2 separate regions of the Sus scrofa genome follow, and region 1 is linked to region 2. The links are chromatin contacts, called in public Hi-C maps. All regions are on one chromosome and are shown on one strand. The core of a region is the stretch at or near the end of the contact, and the rest is flanking DNA. Distances in the headings are between cores, read along the strand shown. Region 1 has its middle 360 kb from the start of TRNAE-UUC. Region 2 has its middle 75 kb from the start of MIR181B-1.

Evidence for each region. A called contact is a pair of places that touch in the nucleus more often than the background predicts.
Region 1: a Hi-C map of embryonic fibroblasts shows a contact between it and region 2, with 3 times the contacts expected there. The contact joins two enhancer-like sites. A contact is called at or near these places in 1 of 47 Hi-C or Micro-C datasets (embryonic fibroblasts) and 1 of 2 datasets of contacts at active chromatin or transcription factors (skeletal muscle).

The regions. Positions count from the first base shown.
Region 1 is chr10:22,275,626-22,279,449 of Sscrofa11.1, reverse strand. No RefSeq gene overlaps it. Among named protein-coding and RNA genes, the nearest start is that of TRNAE-UUC, 360 kb to the right of the region's middle. Within about 2 kb of position 1,704, at least 32 of the 83 cell types and tissues checked have an H3K27ac peak or open chromatin away from gene starts, as enhancers often do. A contact at or near this core is called in embryonic fibroblasts and skeletal muscle, where this site is marked.
Region 2 is chr10:21,620,118-21,623,803 of Sscrofa11.1, reverse strand. No RefSeq gene overlaps it. Among named protein-coding and RNA genes, the nearest start is that of MIR181B-1, 75 kb to the left of the region's middle. Within about 2 kb of position 2,098, at least 21 of the 83 cell types and tissues checked have an H3K27ac peak or open chromatin away from gene starts, as enhancers often do. A contact at or near this core is called in embryonic fibroblasts and skeletal muscle, where this site is marked.

The sequences.
Region 1 (3,824 bases), core at 455-2,954, 660 kb before region 2:
ACAGTCAATTTGGCTTCGGGTGGCTGCCTCTGTGTGAATCGTCAGTTGAAGCTGACTGGTGGAGAACTTGTGCACCACTTCATGCTTTTGTTCTTGAAGCTAATTGTTCAGAACTTAAAAGTGTTCATGCCAGAAAGCCTTGTAGTGACATGCAAACTATCACGTTAAGAAAATAAGGGTCAGCACAACTGAAATATTATCCCTTACAGATACTTTTCTCCATGGTGAGCTTCAGTGGGGACATTTTTACTTTTGGATGAAAAAAACAGGAAAAGATCCTTTCAGCATGATTTCAGGTTTCTCACATCTTTTATTATTATTATTATTATTTTGTCTTTTTTAGGGCCACACCCACAGCATATGGAGGTTCCCAGGCTAAGGATCTAATCAGAGCTGTAGCCACTGGCCTACACCACAGCCACCGCGACACAGGATCCGAGCTGCATCTGCGACCTACACCACAGCTCATGGCAACGCCAGATCCTTAACCCACTGAGCGAGGCCAGGGATCGAACCTGCAAACCTCATGGTTCCTAGTGGGATTCGTTAACCACTGAGCCACGATGACGGGAACTCCTAACATCTTTTTAATGTAAAGCTTTGTGCCTTAGCTTATTTGCAGGTGACACAGTGAAGCATGGTTCTAGGTTTTAAACTTTCTGGACAACAGCATTGCCATAATATTTCCAGGTTGTATTTACCTTATTTCTTCTATTTACCTTTTAAAAGATGGTTTTGGCATTTTATTAAGGGTTAATATTTGAAGACTCCCTTGTACTCCAAATAACTTATACCTTTAAGAGTACACAGAACAATTTATTTTACTATATAATCCAAGTTTCTTTTACATGGCCATTTGTGTACTGAAGTGGTATCACATTATCTAAAAGTTTAATTGAACCTTAGAATTCTTTACTACTGAATTAATGGAAGAACTTCTATCATGTGCACATCTATGTGCCAAGTTTGTGTTTTGTTTTCTATTAAATATATCCCTTTTAATTTTATCTGAATAAAGGAGAATAACACATAGCTTTTCATGAATAATTGAATTAATCTGGCATTAATTTGCTTTATGTGTAAGCTGTTATTATTCTCCAAACTTATTCATTTTTGTGTCTCAATTTGTATTTTATTTTTTTTTCGCTTCCCCACCACTATCCTACTTACATTTTGCTGAAGATCCAAACATGCTCCTTATTGTAGCATGGTATGTATATGCAGCAGACATAATTTTTTTAAAGAAGATATAATGCATTAGGTTTACTCAACACCCATATTGGTGTTAACCACACATATCAGTGATGGAATTTGCAGTAGGGGATCCACTATGATTCTCTCTTTTTTTTTTTTTCTCATGTTCCTATTTTTGTAAGCTCAAAAGAGAGAACTTGACTCCAAAGACATGGTGTTGCTCCCGATCAAATTTTAAATGATATATAATTAGGTTTGTATGTGTCTTATACATTAAAGTTATATTCTTGGGAACCGGAACCAGAGACTTGGCTGGTGGCAAGAAATAACAAATTCTTCCTTCCCTTGTTTTGTCCGAATTCCTTCCTTCCTCTGTCAAACATCACAAAGCCCTCTTCAAAAAGAACACTCCATGAGTCAGAGAGATCCTCACTGCCCCACTCTCATTCTGTGTAAACCAGAGTCGGCACATGACACAGTTCAGCGCCAGGGCCCTGCCTGCTTGTCGGTTCTCCCAATTGACGTCTGTTCCCCTAATTGACAGCGCCTGTGACGCGTGTAGGCAGGTCTAGGCTCAGAGCAGCTCCCAGATCTGAGCACATGGGGAGGGGGGGAGGGAGAGGAGGACTAATCACTCCCGCTCCTTCATCTCCAGGAGAAGAAAAGCACCAGCTTGACTGTCCAGGATCATGTCAGAAACGCAAGACGACGTTATTTGCAAGGAGCACACAGGCAAGGGGAGCGGTGTCCCGGGCTGGACAATAAGGAGTTAGGAGAGCCGTTTCCAAGGGCCTCTGACAGCGGAGGTTCAGGATACAGCTGTGTGGCTGATCAACAAAGGAATTTTCAAAGGGTTCCTGGACAGGGATGAATACAATTATTCATCTAATGGCAGGTGCCGTGAAAGGAAGAAGTGCTGTTAACTCCTAATATGGAGAATGCAGTTAAGGGTCCAAGAGAATGAGAGCAAGAAAATTATAGAAAGCCAGCTCAGATACGCATGGCAATGCTGATAAATTAGTAACACAGCCTCAGGCATTTTGCCAAGACAACTGCCAACACCATGGCTCAGACTGTCAGCAGACATGTTTAGTACTATGTCAGAAAAGTCAAATTTCACTCTCCTATCCAGGGGAGGACAAGAATATATATATTTAAAGTGCCCCATTGCAATCCAGCCCATATATGTGAAACATGCTGTTTTTCACATGGTATCCTCAGTTTACTCCTGAGCTTTTTCGTGCTTAGATGGAGGATTTAATTAACGAAAAATCCAATCAATCCTTCTCTGAAAGGGATCATGGAGTCTTCCCAAATTAAATAGAGAGGCATCCAGCTAAGCTGGTTATCATTTGGAGATTCTTTCTCGCAAATTTTCAAACAGCAAGACAAACTTTGCCACACACAAGTCAGTCCAACCAGGAATTCTGCTGGGAAAGACTTTCATGAACACTATAGGTATTAATGATTTCTGCCAGTTTCAGCTCTGCAAAAACTGTGCCTGTTTCTTAGAGATAATGGTTGGGTTCTTCTGCCTCTTTACAAACCATTCCCTAATTTATCCCACTAGTAGTTATTGAATGTTTTTTATGTGCCAGACCCTTTAATAAAGCCTTGTTTATTGCTACTCAGTGTAAACTTTAGAAGAATGTAAACTATATATGAACCTAAAACGTTGCAGTTTTTTGATTATGTTGAGTTAATGCAACCATTAAGATAAAACTCCTAAAGGTGATTATTATTTTCTTTCTAAAATATCTGTTTCTTCTATCTTAAATTATAAGCTTCTGGGAGCAAGTTTTGAATCCAGGTGTTCTCATTTTTTTCTCCTAGACATTGCCCCATCAAAGGCCCTCAATATTTTCTGTAGATATTAACTCAGATATAAACAGATAAGCATACAAATATAATAATCATTAGAGCAAAAAGCAAAATATTAAACGAGTATAATTAAATAGAAAATGTCCATTGTTTACAGTCACTCATTCCATCCATGCACCCATTCCTCCTTCTAATCACTCATCCATTGATTTATTTCTTAATTCTACCATGTGTCAAGGATAATGCCAGATGCTAAGATAAATAAGTGAAACAGGCATGGACTCTGCAATCCCAGGGAGATTGTATTCTTCTGAAGGTGAAAGTAAACAAATAATTACATGTTGTGAGAAATACAAAAAATCCAGGTAGACATACTCCTCTCTGAGGAGGTGAGATTTAAAAAGTACTGATAGAATCAAAGAATCTCAGTTACTTTGCAGGTGGTGCAAAGGCTCTAGGCAGAGAAAGAGCTTGGTGACACCCCATGTATGGGGTTGAATAGTGTTTGCACAAAACTTCACACCCGCCTAGAACCTCAAAATATGATCTTATTTGGATATAGGGTCTTTACAGAAATAACCAAGTTAAGATGGGTTAGAGTGGACCCTCACTGAATAACTAGTGTTCTTGAAAGAATAGAAAAACATTTGGATGCAGAACAGGGAAGAAGGCCATCTGATCTCAGATGCAGAGCTTAGAGTCATGTTGCCATGAGCAAAAGAACACCAAGAATTGTAAGTGGAAGCAAAGAAGGATTCTTTCCTAGACCTTCAGAGGGAGCATGGCCCTGCCAACACCTTGGCTTTGGA
Region 2 (3,686 bases), core at 849-3,348:
AACCCGTCCACACTCAGAATCCCTGCTCTGCTGTCCTTGAGCCCTTCACCTTGACCTCAGCGGCATCTCCCAGCTGCAAGGAAGCTTGGTCCTCCTGGGGAGACTTAATGGGATCATTGCTACATTTGACTTACTTGGATACGTTGGTAACATCTCAGGATTTGGGGTGTAAGAGTTTTTTTGGAAAAAGTCTGCAGCTAGGGTTCGTTTGCATACGTGTGTTTTTTGCGTGTGTGTGTTTTCCTTAGGGTTCACCAAGCTCTCGCAGTCATGAGGCCCTTGAGACGGATGACCACACTGTAGAGTGCTGGGAGCAGAAAGTGCTAGTGGGTTCCAAGTTCCCTTTTCGTTTTTCTACAACAGTAGAATCCGTGCATGAAGCAGGGTTCCTCAGAGAAACAGAACTGATAGGAAATAGAGAGAGAGGTAAGAAGGGAAGGGTTTTGGGACTTGCTCCACAAGGTGGTGGAGGCCAAGACACTCCTCCCCACCGCATCTGTAGGCTGGAGACCCAGGGGAGATGCTGGTGTGATTGAGTCTGAGAACCAGGGGTCTTGGTACCCAAGGGAAGGAAAAGGTGGACAGCCCAGCCCAAGAAGAGAGAGCGGGTTCATCCTACCTTTACTTTCTGCTCCGTCTGGGCTCTCCAGGCCCTGGGTGAGGCCACCCACCTTGGTGAGGGGCTATTTCTTCACCCGGTCCACTGCATCACATGCCCATCTTTTGCAGAAACATCCTTACAGACACACTCCCAGAAATAATGCTTTACCAGCTGTCTGGGTATCATTTAGCCTGGTCAAGTTGACACATAAAATTAACCATCACAATCTCTGATTTTTATTTTGTTTTTCTTTTGCTTTTTGCTTTTTAGGGCTGCACCCATGGCATATGAAGGTTCCCAGGCTAGGAGTCGAATCGGAGCTGCAGCTGCCAGCCTACGCCACAGCCACAGCGACGTGAGATCCGAGCCGCGTCTGCAACCTCCACCACAGCTCATGGCACCATCAGAGCCTTAACCCACTGAGCAAGGCCAGAGATGGAACCCGCATCCTCAGAGATACTAGTCAGATTTGTTTCCTTTGAGCCACGATGTGAATTCCACAGTCTCTGATTTTTATATGGACACAAAAGAACAGCCACACACCCCAGCCTCCCCAGCGCTAAGTGTGGCCGCATAGCTGAGTTCAGCCACCAGCACTCAAGTGGAGGTGATAAAATGGGGGTTGACAATGGGTGCTCCCTCTGTGTTCAGCCATGAAAAGGTAATGGCAAACCCTTTCCACTTCCAAGGAGAATATTGCTAGAATAGCACTGAGGTTGACAAATCTCATTCTAGGTGATTTCAATACATCCATAAAGAATAGGAGTTCCTGTCGTGGCGCAGCAGAAACAAATCCAACTAGGAACCATGAGGTTGCGGGTTCGATCCCTGACCTTGCTCAGTGGGTTAATGATCTGGCGTTGCCATGAGCTGTGGTGTAGGTTGCAGATGTGGCTCGGATCCTGCGTTGCTGTGGCTCTGGCAGAGGCCGGTGGCTACAGCTCCGATTCGACCCCTAGCCTGGGAACTCCATATGTCGCAGCAGCAACCCTAGAAAAGGCACAAAGACAAAAAAAAAAAAAAAAAAAGAATAAATGCAAAAGATGGCTGTTTTTATAAATGCTAATGTGTCCTCAGGTGCATTCTGTAATCCTTCTGAGTTGGTTTTTCCTCAATGGAAATTGGAGGCGCTAAGAGTTGCCTTGAAGACCATGACATATATTAGAGGGGCTGTGTACCATGTGCCAATCCCAGTGCCCTTGTTATTGGCGACAGCAAGCTGATCCTGGGTGTGGGAACAGGAGCACAGGAGGGAGAACGGGATGGGGACCGTGGCAAGGCGACCAAGGGGGATGGGCATCGTGAGAGGCGGTGGCCAGCCGGGCCAGGCTTTCCTCTCCTTTGTGAGACCACTGCGGGGGTTTCCTTAGTGAACAGACAGGACTCTGTGGTTAGCCCTGGAACGCTTTGTCCTCAGTGCACAGGAAGAGTGACTCAGTCTCCAGCCTCAAAGGATGGAGAGGCTGAGTCTGGTTTGGAACTTCCTCCCTCCACTCAGCCTTGGTCTGGGAACCAGAAGAATAGAGCTGAGTGTTGGGATGATTCAGAGATCAGGGGGCCCAGTGGAGGCAGGCGGCGGGGAGGGAGGGAGGCACAGAGGATGAGAGTGAGGCCCAAATTGCTGGCAACAGCAATTTTTATCAGGGGTGGTTTGAGCCCCGTTTTAATAGCCAATGGACCTAAGCTTGAATCTCAGGTCTACGCAGTAGCCACTGTTATTGGTACTAATTTCCACCTTTTTTTGGCGGGGGGTGGCATACCTGTGGCATATGGAAGTTCCTGGGTCAGGGATCAAACCTGTGCCATAGCAGTGACAAACCGGATCTTCCACCCACTGCATCACAAGAGAACTCCAATTTCCACATCTTTAAAGGGGTAATAACTACCTTTTGAGGGCTGTTAATAACAGCCATCATCAACTGAGTACTTATTATGCGTCCATCACTCTCGTAACTTTTTTTCACATTCTCTTGCGTCATCTTCCCAACACCCCTTGGGAGGTAAGACCTCTTGTGATTTCCAGGTTGGAGATGAGAAGCCGGGGGCTTGGAGAGGGCAGCAAACAGGCCCACCCTCAAACTCAGCTGCTGGCTTGGCTTTCTGCTTGGGAGGAAATGAGACAACCTAGCATGCTTAGCCCAAGCCTGGGGTTATTGGCTTGATGAGAGTCATTTTAAACCATCATCCCCATTTTAGCAATGAAAACCTGAATGGAAGAACAGCAAAGGAACCTGCCCCCAATTGTACAACGGGTGTTGGGCACACCAAGTGCAGACTTTCAGCTCTGAAGGCTTTTCCTACTCCCTCACACTGCCTTTGCAGCAAAAGGGCAGGGAGCTGTTTGAAAGCAGACACCTCACCCAAGATGGAGCAGCAGGTTCCCCCAGCTCCTGGGGCCCAAGCAAATGCCCTGGCTCTTGAGGACACGGACTCATGCCTCTGAGAAAGGATGTTTTCGTTGTTGGATGCATCTTAAAACAGCAGCCAGGAGCAGCCTCTGTCCCTGCCCCCAACCCCTCCTTTCCAGGGATCTGAGCTGCCCAGAGCACTGGAGTCACATGGTCTCTTGCTCACTTCTGTTTATGGAGTTTCTCAGCCAAGAGGAAAACCATTAGGTGTCAAATTGCAAGTTGAAAGCATCCAAGAAGCTGCCTATTCCAGCACGAGTTCCTGCCAAAGAGCCTTAAATAAACTCGGTGGAGGGAAGATGTCTAAACCTATTCTGTGTGCAGTATATTTAGTTTGTTAGAGGAATATTGTAGAAGTTGATTGCACCTCACTAATTGGTTCAGTTTCTAAAAGCAGAGGAAAATAATGGGCTCCCCCCCCCCAATTCTCTTTGTGGGTTTCTTTGGGGCAAAAAGCAAGTCAAGGCATTATTGAGGATAAAAGAAAAATCTAAAGAGTTAAGCAACTCTATATTTTTAGCCAAAGGTGAGAGGTAAAGTCAACAGTTTCTCTAGGAATCAAGGGCTGTGCACAGCAGTAGCACAAATAGAAAAAAATAAAAAATAAAAAAGACGTGAATACATAAGAGGAAAAACACAGGAGTTCCCCCTGTGGCACAGTGAGTTAAGAAACCAAC